2 separate regions of the Sus scrofa genome follow, and region 1 is linked to region 2. Evidence: chromatin contacts called from public Hi-C data. All regions are on one chromosome and are shown on one strand. Each heading gives the region's core, a stretch centred on a gene start, on an enhancer-like site or on the middle of the called end of the contact. The rest is flanking DNA. Distances are from core to core; before and after follow the strand shown.

Region 1 (6,175 bases), core at 3,164-5,663, 220 kb after region 2:
GAGCCCGTCGGAGATCTGGGCGCCAAGCGGGGATCTCAGGGTGTTGGGACGCAAGCAGGACGCGGGGAGGGAGGCCGGCGCCGGTGTGGAATGTCTTTATCGGGATCCGAGAGCCACAAGCTTCTCCTTCGCTTCTTTAAGCGATCACGGAAAGACACCTTTCGATCTTTTGTTAGACATCTTGGCCCTTAATAGCTAAATTTATTTGGTTTAAAGCGGCCTTGGGAGAAGCAGGGAGGGAAAATCTTTCGTCGGTCATTGGGTGGCCTAGATAACAAGCTTTAAAAGAGAGAGGGAAGAAGAAAGTAAAAAGGTTAATGGATGAGGGGAGGGCTGGAAGGCGCCCAGCGTGGGGCTTTTACAGCGACCCTCCCCCGGCCGCCCCCTTATCGCGGCCCTAACTTACCCGCGGCGGACGAAGTACATTAAGTCACGTAAACAGCGCGCGGACAGGAATGCCACCGCGGTGACCTTTCGCGCGCCGCCGCAGCGAGCCCACCTCCGCGCCGAACTGGCGGCCGCCGGCGGCGCGCGGGGTCGGCCCGGGGCTGCGGGGCCGCGGGGCCGGGTCCCGATCGCGACAGCCCGGCGTGGGCGCTGCGTTCCGGAGCCCGATGACAGGCTGCGGGCAGTGGGGCGGAGAGCCAGGGCACGCGGTTGGGGCGACCTCTAGGCTGCGCATTTTCAGTGCTTCCGCCGTCACCACCTGACGTCTCTAAGGAGCATTTTGGGGTTTTCGAGAATTACAAAAACAAAACAACAGTTCCCCCAACCCCCACTCCGTCAGGACCCTGGGGGATGGCCTGTGTTGGACTGACAGCCGGTCCCGGCTAGTGGGCCTGGGCGCGGGTGGGGGCGGGGCGCGCCGAGGTGACCCCGTGCCCTTCGGCCAAAGTGTCCCCGGGACGGGAAGAAATATAAGCACAAGCGAGAAGGCCCCATAAATCTGGTTTAAAAAACCCCACAAACCTCTCAAGTTAAAACTATATTTTAAGTCAGAAACGGTATGTAATTGTATTCTTTTTCCTCCTGCAACGTCGCTGGAGCACCCAGGAGCTTGGTGAAAGGACAACAGGATGAGATTAGGTTTGGGGAAGAAAGGCGGATCATGACACGGGTCTTCGCCCGAGTCTCGCTGCTCCGCCGGAAGCGGCGTACAACTTGGTCCCCAAACACCCGTCCCCGTTTGGCCGCCAAGCCCCCGCCTCCTGCCCTATTGGCGGCTGGGTTCGGGCTGGATTCGAATCGCGAAGCGCGGTGTGGCGCGCGCGGCCCAAATAAATCAGCCTGGAGACAGGCCGCGCCCGGGAGCCAGCCCCCTTCAGAAGGTGAGAAGGGCCGCTTGGGGAGGCAGGCTCGCTCCGGAGGGGCCACTTCTTGGGTCTAAATAGTCCCGAGACAAACGATTTCGTTCCATATTAGCAAATCACCGAAGAAGAGAGGGGCGGAAGGAAAAGAGGAGGAAGAAAAGAAACGGGAGGAAACACGAAGAAAACTTCTAAGCTTTCCACCTGGAACACTATGGGGGCCTTCGCCAGCTCTTTGGGTGCACTTCTTCCTCTGCACCCCCTCTTCTCCTCGCTTTCCGGGACCAACTGAGGCGCTCAGGGAGATCAGAGCCCCGGGCCTGGGGCCGGTGAAGGGTGGCTTTGAAAATGTGCCTCTCCCTGGGGGTGTTGTCTCCGGGGCCAAAGCCGATGCGCTGGGAAAATTGCAAACTGGACGAGTCAGGCAACCTGGCTTTCCGTCTGAATAAACTCCACGGGTCAAACAGTTTTGTTTTATTTTGAAGTTAACTGACAAGAAAAAAATTTCACTATCCATTCTCTCCTCTGGTTGGAAAGCCAGTCTAAAAAAACAAACAAACAAAAAAACCAATTTGTGAGCCTGCAAAAGAGCAAGCAATTACCTGCCTGCCCCCATCTTTGTTTTAAACAAGGTTAAAAGGGACTGGGAATCTGGAAGAGTGAAGAAGTGCCTGGACCCTTCTCGAATCTTAGAACCCGCACATTGTGGAGTCGGTCGGCGTCCCGGCGCTCACCTCTGTCCCAGCGGCGCCGGGGCCCGCGCACCCTCTCCCGGGTGTCAGCTATTGTGCAGGGAAATTCACAAGGACAACCTCGTGTTTGGCAAATATAAAAAAACACACACGCAGCAGGAATCAGGTTCGTGCCGGGGCTCGGTCTTCTCTGGGCTCAGGCTTGGAGGCCGTTCACAGGCTGGACTCTTACTTAGCCAATTTATTTGCTAACTTGTCTTCCTTAGACAGCATCTCGCTAAGATATGAATTAGAAAAAGATAACTTCGCTTTCGAGAGCAAACCATAGAAACATTTAAGAACAATTGGACTCAAAGGAAATCAAATGCCCACAATCTTTCTGTAACGGCTTATAAGTGAACTTCTGCAAAACTCAGTCTACGTAAAAATTTGGTCAGAACTCACGTAGAAACCAAAAGAAAGGCATTGGAAGCCCTGGTCGGAGTTGAGTGGACGGCGGACGCCGGACTATCTCTTCTGGTAGATGCATTCAATCGAATTCAGGTTAAAATTTAAAGTCCCTGGATCCTGCTCCAGTCGCCAATCTCCGTTCCAGAGTTTTCTACCTTCAGTCTTTCCGAATTACGGCCACGCTGAAACTGGGAGCCGCCGCAGTGATTGGGGGAGGCGAAGAGGAATGTAATAAAAGTGACTAAATTGGATGAGAACGGTTTATGGACCTTCTCGGTAGCAATTTAAAATTCAGAAGTGTTTAACAGCTATTTACAACGAAGAATGAAAAAAAGAAAAGGAGAATCGTGGACTTCCTCGATTCTGCACCTTCCTCCCCCGCGCTGCCTGGCCCTGTCCCCTTGTCCCCCAGGATACACAGGCTCACAAGTCACAGTTACATAGAAAGGAAACATTTAGCCATGACTTCTCACAATCTCTCCAAACTCTTAAATTTTATTATGTCCCTACCTACCCGGGTTCAACTCTATGCAACTCTCCCTTCCCCAACTGGAAACACACACACACACACACACACACACACACACACACGCGCGCGCACGCGCGCGCGCGCGCACACACACACACACACACACACACACAGCCCAAAGGCTTTCAGGGAGACTGACCTTTAGAAAATCATTTACTTCGATTTACCTGGAAAAAAAGTGTAAAAATCCATTCCTACAAAACAACTCCTCCTGCCCTAGTTAAAATTTTCGACAGCCTTCTGGGGTCACAGCTGTCGGAAGAAATCCTTTTTGTGAGCGTAAGGGAGCGAGACATACATCACGGCTCCTGCCGAGGACGAACCTGCGGGCCGCGCGACTCCCTGCTGACAGATCGGCGCTGATAACCCCGCGACGTTCATTTCCAGTCCCTTTGCCGGCGAAGGACCGTATCAGTTTGTACACAGTTGTGATAACCATTTGGAGGGAGCGAAGAAGGGGTGTGTATGTGAGGGTGGGGGTGGGGAAGTGGTATTTAGCCCTGGAACCAGGGAAGGTGACCCCCCTCCTCTTTCCAACGACTTATATGTGACTTACCTGAAGTTCTCCAGGGAAAGCTCAGAGCAAACAGGACACCAGAACTCGGAGAGCGCGACTGGCCTAGTAGCCCTTGTCCCTTCTGCGCACCTCGTGGACTAACCTTTACGTACACCAGGGCCCCGAATTAAAAGTTCTCAGAGATTAGCTGGGGAGTGCCGACGTGTACCTCCCGAAACTTCCCAGGAATTTAGTACCGTTTGTAAAAAGCGGAGCAGAGATAGGGAGCTAGGCGCTCTAGTTCCTTCTTTCCTACATCACAGGAGACTAGACCCCCGACGGCCACCAGGACCTGAGCCCCAAGGTCTCGAGAAGAGGTCGGGAAACATACACAACTACGGGGCAAAAAGTTCATTTAATGTGGAGGCAGCAGTGGGGGAGACCAGCGGAGGAAGGCACTTTCCCCTCACTTTCTGAGGGCTCGCTGACCCCCGAGATGGCGCGTCTCTCCCGCTGCGGAGACAGCGTTGGACTATGCATAGTCAACCCTGCCAGCGCCTCCCCCCCTTGAGTATGTGTGTAACTGGGGGAGGAGGAATGGGTGTGGGTCGCCAGCCAGGTCAGGCGTTCTGCCACCTCTGCCCCTCCCCCGGCGTCCCCGGGATCGGCGCCCCCTGGGTGGACTTGCTCTTAGTCCTAGGACCGCGCTCGCAGCTCAGCCCACACCCGCAGGCTGCGCGGGACTCATTGTCTGCCCTAGCAGCGCGCTCCCCTCCCCCGCCGCCCGCCTTCCCCTCCCCACCCTCTTTTCTCTCCTCCCCTCGTTCCCTCCTCCTCCTCCTCCTCTTCACCTCCAGCGCCCAGCTGCTCGCTGAGCGCAGTTCCGACCCACAGCCTGGCACCCTTCGGCGAGCGCTGTTTGTTTAGGGCTCGGTGAGTCCAATCAGGAGCGCAGGCTGCAGTTTTCCGGCAGAGCAGTAAGAGGCGCCTCCTCTCTCCTTTTTATTCACCAGCAGCACCGCGCAGACCCCGGACTCGCGCTCGCCGGCTGGCGCCTTCGGCCTCTCTCCACATTCGGGAGCACACTCCTCCACCGCTGTTCTCCATGCGCTGCGCCCACCCCAGGTTCGGCTGCTACCTCTCTTGCTCGAGCACCCCTCTTTCTTCCTCTGCACCCCCCACCCAACGCAGGCCCCTCGGCCTCGGCTCTCCGGCCCTCTGCGGGCCGCGATCGGCTCCAAGGGTGTCTATCTTATCCACTCCTGGCAGGCCGTGGCGGCTCCCAGGTTCCTGGATACCGCGGACTAACTTCTGGTGTCTTTTCCTCTCTCCGAAGCGCTTATCTGCGCGCACCCTTATCTCCGAGTTATCTTGGCGCAAAGGGGCGGGAGCCGGAGTCAGGCGCGCAGAGACTTCTTTCGTGCTATCTGGCCTGGGTCTGTGTGTGTATTAATTTTAGTATGGTTATCTCCGATGAGCCGAAACGATTTGGAAAAGCAGCCCCATAGAGGCCAGCTAGGCTGCGTTTGGCCTCCCTCCACCCCCTCCTAGTCTCCCTGTCATTCTTGCTGCTCTCCCTTTTGGGGTGGCTTCGTCTCCAGGGCGGTCTCAAGTCCCCCTTTCATCCCCCCCTTTTTTCCTCCGCGCTCCGCTCCACCCTGCTACGTCCATTCCGGAACCGTCTAGCCTTTCCGCGCCTGGGGATGACCGCGGGGTGGGCCGGGGTGGCCCAGCCGGCATGGCCCGGCCGGCGTGAGCGCACGCATCGGTGGCTGCGGGGGCGAGCGGTGTCTAAGGTGTGCGGCGCCACGGGGACGCGGGTTGGGCATGAGACTTCGCACTGCCTGTGCCCTGAAGGTCCGAGACTGCGGTCTCCGCCCAGGCGCCCCACCTCCCTGGGCTGGGTTGCATTTCTCTCTGGAGCTCGCGTTGCGTCTCGTCAGCGCAGTCCGGGAAGCTCTGGGAGAGCCAGTATGGGAGAACTCGGTGGTTTCGTTTTCTGGGACAGGTTGCTTTCCCTGCGCTAATGATTTTCAAGCGGGCAGCCTTCACACTGAGGCATTCCCTGCGAGGGAGCCCTCCGTACCGGGGCGTAATAAGGCAGCACCGACACGCACAGCTACTTTAACAAAAGTTCCTTTGTGTGCCATCGGCCGGGAGGGAGCCACTTCGGGGCGGAAGGAAAACCTTGGTCAGCCTCGCAGTCACCCCTGGGATCTGGCGCGCGTGTGGATGGAGGATGCTGCGAAGGAGGGTGGGAGGGGAGGGCGAGGGGACTCTGGAGGTGCGGGAGAAGGAGAGCGGGTATCCTGGTTCTGGGAGGACCTTGTGGCGGCTGAGCAGGCTCCATGCTCCTCTCTTTCCCCACCCCTAGAACCTGGGCCGAGACGGGATCTTTGAGGAATCTCATTATCTAGAGAGGGGAGTGGAAGTGAGAAGGGCAGCATGCGCTTTTGATAATTCCTTTTTATTTTTTCTCCCGACCCTGCCTCCCTCCCCACCCGGTCTCAGGAGCTAGAAGTCAGCTTGGAGCAGCGCGGGACCGTGGATGGCCTTGACTGACGGCGGCTGGTGTCTGCCAAAGCGCTTAGGGGCCGCGGCTGCGGACGCCGGCGACTCCGGAGGCTTTCCAGCGCGGGAGCCCTCTACGCCGCCTTCCCCCATCTCCTCCTCTTCCTCCTGCTGCTCACGGGGTGGGGAG
Region 2 (5,781 bases), core at 1,222-3,721:
TATACATATCGTCTGATTCCGTCACTGAATTTCATTTTACCTGTGAGGATGGGGAGGTTCAGAGAAATTCAGCAAATTTCTCAGTTTTTCATTTAGTTAGTAGCTGCACTAGGGTTCCAACATTAGTTTTCTTTTTCTTATCTCCCCTCCCTCCCTTCCTATCTTTTTTTTTTTTTTTAAACCACAACCTGATATCGCACACCTGCCTTTGATGGGAGCTCTGAGGTCTGTCAGGAAAAAAGGTGATGTGAGAATTGACTGTCAATGAGAGTTTCAAGTTGAATGGGAAGAACCCAGGCGGTTAGTAACATACCTCACCTTCCCCCTTCTTGAGTTTTTCCCTGAAGGATTGTAGGAAAAAAAAAATTCCCTGGACTGGTGTCTTCCTTGGTGCACCAACTCCTCTCTCCCACGAGGGGTCAGTAAAATCCTCTTAGTGACCTGAAGAGCTGCTGCTGCCATTAGGACTCCATGGCTTAGCCCTGGGGCAGGGGGATCTTTCTGCTGTTGGAGGGAGCTCTGCCTTTCACGTACTCTCTTTCGCATGCCTCTTTCTTCAAGCCGAATTCATCTGACACCTGCACCCCATCCCCACGTTACCTTCTGGTGTGAAATGGATGAAATGAACACAAAGCCTTAATTTACTCTTTTCTTTTAAAATAGTGTTTCAGTTAACAATGACTGAAATAGGAGTTCCTGTTGTGGCGCAGTGGAAACGAATCCAACTAGGAACAATGAGGTTGTGGGTTCGACCCCTGGCCTTGCTCAGTGGGTTAAGGATCTGGCGTTGCTGTGAGCTGTGATGTAGGTCGCAGATGTGGCTGGGATCCTGCGTTGCTGTGGCTGTGGTGTAGGCTAGCAGCCGTAGTTCTGATTCAATCCCTAGCCTGGGAACCTCCATGTGTCACAGGTATGGCCTTAAAAAAAGAAAAAAAATGATTGAACATAAAACAGGGTTACAAATTATTAAAGTTCTATGTTTTGTAATTGTTGTATCTAAGTATTCAGAATGAGAACTGACAGGTCAAAAGCACTAATCATACATTTAACATGTATGAAGTACCTCCTAAGGTGTGGTGGCTCATTCTTCCCATGGCATTTGAACCCTGGCAGTCCAGCTCCAGTCTCTGACCCTAGTCTGTAGCACATAGCCTCTCGACCAGACAAACAGAAATCAGTGCCTTCCATGGTTTTGGCAAAAGAGGTATTCAAGTTAATATGGACATTCAAGATCAAGGTTTTTGTGGGGCCTGGAGCTTATATAATTTGGGATGTCCTCTTTAGGAAAACAATAGAAAATCACAAATACAAACGTAGACATTAAAGTAATTTTTTTTTTTTTTGGTCCTTTTGCCATTTCTTGGGCCGCTCCCGTGGCACATGGAGGTTCCCAGGCTAGGGTCGAATCGGAGCTGTTGTTGCTGGCCTATGCCAGAGCCACAGCAACGCAGGATCCGAGCCGGGTCTGCTCACGGCAACACCGGATGGTTAACCCACCAAGCAAGGCTAGGGATTGAACCTGCAACCCCATGGTTCCTAGTTCGATTCGTTAACCACTGAGCCACGACAGGAACTCCAGTAAATTTTTATTTAGAATGAGAAAAATAAATCACAGCAAATTGCAATTAGGAAAAAAGACTACAAATATTTCCAAATCGGGGATGGGGGGAACATATTTTTATTAAGAAATCCCTTTATTGTAAATGCTTCCCCCACACACACCCCATCCCTAATATCTTGACTGGAGACCAGGCCATTTTGACTAGGTGTTAATACCTAAATCTTTGGCTCACCATTTACATGTCCGATGATTGGAAGAATTTTTCACAGGCCAGCTTCCAGTTGCCTTTATTGCAAATGTTTTTTCTCCCGCACGACCCATGTATGAGGGGGCCATGGGACACATGTATCCTGACGGACCCTCTTGGCCCTGCCTTCTTTCATCACACCACCAGGCAGGGAGGGGGAGAGGCGTGGTCCTAGAAGCCATGTCCATACCAGGCTGGCTTAGCAATCACTTCAACATACAGAGAAGCCACCACAAGCCATGTCGATGTCTGCCCTTGACACAGAGAAGCAGAAGAAAAGTGGGAGTGCAAACACTAAGTAGTCTTCACCAATTGCCCTTGAAATATATGACTTTTAGAGTTCCCACTGTGGCACAGCGGCTTAAGGATCCAGAGCTGCTGCAGCTGCAGCTCGGATTCGATCCCTGGCCGGGAACTTCCTTATGTGATGGTTGCGGCCAAAGGTGGGAAACAAAACAAAATATTACTTTCACCTATTTTACAAACAATGTGACCCTATGAACCACTCCGGGACCCTTCCCCAGGTTTGGGAGGGGCCTGCCTGAGGGCCTGTGGCTCAGGCCTCTTGAGGATTAGGGGAAATGCCCCCAGACGTCCTTACGGAGCTAACTCAGGCCTGGCCTTTCTGTGGCTGGAGGGGAGTGTGCCAGCAGATGGCAGAGAGTCACCACCGCCTGTTGCTGGCAAGGACACCATCTCCATCTAGTGAGAGGATCTCTCCAACAGCAGGCAGGCCAGGCACAGGATCACAGGTTTCCCCATTACCCCCAATGTTGCAGTCTCTTCGAGGATAAAACGCAATAGGGAAGGGCGGTATCGTTATATCAGTAAGAAAGATCAAGGGACAGCGGGACAAAAGTGCTTGTGCAGCAGACACCTAACAACATGCAGCTTTCTCGTGTTAGCCACGTCCCTGGGGACCCGGTGCAGATGGAAGCCTTGCTCATCCCTCTCCCTTGGCCTGAGAACTTCTCCATCCAGGGCACGTCCTACACTCTGCCCCCGAGCCCTGGAGCCTTCCCAGGAGTGTCAAGATGGGGATCTCTCCTCTATCCCAACTCCTACAAGTTTTAACAGTTCCCATCACAGCTATTTGTTAAGGACCTATTCTGGGTGAGCCTTTGGTTTAACCTCAGGGGTTTGCTTACAAAGCATTTTATGTGAGTCCCATCTCTGTTGAGCCAAATTATAAACAAATTGATGACAGGGACCAGGATTTCTTGCTGGCCTATCGCAGCTGTGGGCATGTCAGCACTGGATAAATACTCAAGTGATTGATGCAGGTCCGTCTCCTCTCTGAGGACCGAACCTCTTGGCAGCTTCCTCTGAGGAGCCTGGAGGCTCCCTAGCCTGGTGGAGAAGGAGATAAAGTTCCCTGAAGGGATTCTAATGGGGTCCCCTACCCTCGCTGTGGGGCTCTCTCACAGTTGGTAGCTCAGATCACAAGCAACTTTTCTTCTCCAGGGAACTGGTTAGAGGCTTTGATTTTTGCAAAATGGTCTTCCGAATCTAGTGACTGCCACCCCTCGCCCAGGTTTCTTTCTTTTTCTTCCTTTTTTTTTTTTTTTTAGGGCCACACCCATAGCATATGGAGGTTCCTAGACTAGGGGTCAAATTGGAGCTGTAGCTGCCACCCTACACCCCAGCCACAGCAACACTGGATCCAAAACACATATGTGACTTATGCTGCAGCTTGTGGCAACACAGGACCTTAACCTACTGATCAGGGCTGGGGATTGAACCTGCATCCTCATGGATACTAGTTGGATTTGTAACCCACTGAGCCACAATGAGAACTCCCCAGATTTTTTACTCAAAACTGGATCTAGCCCGGTGTCTCCTAATGTCATGAGTACATCCGACCTTCTCTTGTCATGTGTCTGTCCGGGGAGGCATGGGCAGAGCGACTCAAGTCTCACCCTGACCTGGTTTCAGTGCTCTGTCCCCTTGCCTCCTCGCCCTGCTTTCCTCCTGTGCTTAGGACCCTCCAAAGGCTTTGCCTCTAACCTGGGAAAGAAAACAGAATCCCTCCATGGTCCAGGCCCCTGGCATCCTCCCACCCCAGCCTCTCACTGCCTCCTTTTTCTTTCCCAAACATGCCACCCACTTTTCTACCCCTGGGCCTTGCATCTGCTGTTCCCTCCACCTTCAACGACTTTCCCATGAACATTCACAGGGCTCACCCCTCACTTCCTTCAGGCATCTGCTCAAATGTCTCCTCACCAAAGAGGGCTTCCCCGACGACTCTGAGTGTAACAACCAGTCCCCACCCTTTCTTACCCTGGTCCCCTCACTGTACCATTTTTCCTTGTTCACTGTTTTTCTCCCCCAACCAGAACATAAATTCTGTGAGGGCACAGCCTCTGCCAATCTTGGTCATGATTGTATTCCCAGTGCTCAGAACAGATTCTGACACATCCTAGCAGGCATCCATTAAACACGTGTTGAAAGATCAGATTAAGTGAAATAATATGTGAAACTGCTTCATAAGGAGATTACCAAAAGTAAGTTGTCACCAATGCAACAATCGCTAATAATTATCGATTATTTACTAATGCCAATCACCATGCTAAGAGTTTACATCTCATTTAATTTGCACAGCACCAAGATTCCTATTGTCGTTTATGATTTTTAGTCAAATAAACTGTTTTCTTAGTAACTTGGGCCCTGATAAGGAAGAAGGAAAACAGAGTTACCAGTTGGTTAAAATGCTGCAAACCCACACCTGGAGTGACTTGTCTTGTCTTTTTTTTTTGTCTTTTTGCCTTTTCTAGGGCTGCTTCCGCGGCATATGGAGGTTCCTAGGCTAGGAGTCCAATTGGAGCTGTAGTTGCCGGCCTGCGCCAGAGCCACAGCAACACGGGATCCGAGCCATGTCTGCAGCCTACACCACAGCTCACAGCAACGCCGGATCCTCAACCCACTGAGCAAGGCCAGGGATTGAACCCTCAACCTCATGGTTCCTAGTTGGATTTGTTAACCACTGAGCCACAATGGGAACTACTCATTTTTTTTTTTTTTTTAACATGACATTGTGATGTCTAAGTTGTGTTTGTTTCCCCAAACCAATTTCTCTGAACTTGGCTGGGCTCTGTGTGAGGACAAGACATTGGGGAAAGTAAATGAAGCCCTTGAAAACATGTTGGCCTGTCATTTTCCCTGCGCTTCTCCCCACCCTGATCCTCTAATAATGTTCTTGCTGGGGAAAAGGACATAGACAGAACCCTACCAGCAGGCTAAGAATTCTTGGTCTGAAGAAGCCTTTGAGGTCATCAGCCTGCTCCCCTTTTTTTGATTTTCCAAGGAGGAAATCCAGCCTTCAGGAAGCCATTCTCCCAATGGGGTGGCATTACTTTTCTTTATCAAACTCTTTGTCCAAAATCAGAAGATGAACCATATACATCACCAATACACCTTTAACTTGGCCGGCCACTTGATGGTTTTAAGGGACAAGGGGCCATGCCTGCTCTATTTTTGCTGACTTCTTCCTACAAAACTGACACCAGGTGTTTGACATCCATCCCTTAAAAATTATTTGGGACTCTGCTATTCTCTTAAGTGATACACCGGTGTCTTTTCTGATGACAGCAAAGTAACAGCGTGCTCAGCTAAATGAAGAGCTGGAGTTTCACATGGTATAGAGATATGTTTTCCAAAAACCTGCTGCCAGAATCTATCATCACAAATTTGAAACCCCAGCTTGGTGGGGGAAAGTATTCCTGAAAACACTTGGAAGCCATGGGCAAGACAGTTTTGCTCAGAAGAGTGATTCAAAAACATTCTTCACCCTTGTTTGCGAATTGTCTAAGAGAGGGAAGGCAGCGTTCTAATATTCCTTTCTTTTTCTGTCATGTTTAATTTCAAATTAGCACTTGCCATTGTTTTCACGGAATAAATGAAAACAATTATAAAATGGATTCCATGTCTTTCCAGAGTTCTTTCAGATTGTCAGAAACAGGGAAATATCTTAAAA

What was found. A called contact is a pair of places that touch in the nucleus more often than the background predicts.
Region 1: a contact with region 2 is called in a Hi-C map of omental adipose tissue, with 2.1 times the contacts expected there. The contact joins the promoter of LOC100525229 here to the enhancer-like site in region 2. A contact is called at or near these places in 2 of 5 promoter capture datasets (fetal liver and liver) and 9 of 47 Hi-C or Micro-C datasets (embryonic fibroblasts, epiblast stem cells, fetal heart ventricle and 6 more).

Annotation. Positions count from the first base shown.
Region 1 is chr6:107,278,342-107,284,516 of Sscrofa11.1, forward strand. LOC100525229 reads right to left here and starts at 4,414. Exons shown (of 6, transcript XM_021096175.1): 1 at 4,326-4,414; 2 at 2,042-2,637; 3 at 1,512-1,849; 4 at 970-1,056; 5 at 407-715; 6 at 1-279. The coding sequence starts at 1,824. The coding sequence ends at 426. It overlaps GATA6 (GATA binding protein 6), which reads left to right and starts at 5,986. Exons shown (of 6, transcript NM_214328.2): 1 at 5,986-6,175. The coding sequence starts at 6,023.
Region 2 is chr6:107,064,605-107,070,385 of Sscrofa11.1, forward strand. No RefSeq gene overlaps it. Among named protein-coding and RNA genes, the nearest start is that of MIR133A-2, 69 kb to the left of the region's middle. Within about 2 kb of position 2,472, at least 3 of the 83 cell types and tissues checked have an H3K27ac peak or open chromatin away from gene starts, as enhancers often do. A contact at or near this core is called in omental adipose tissue, where this site is marked.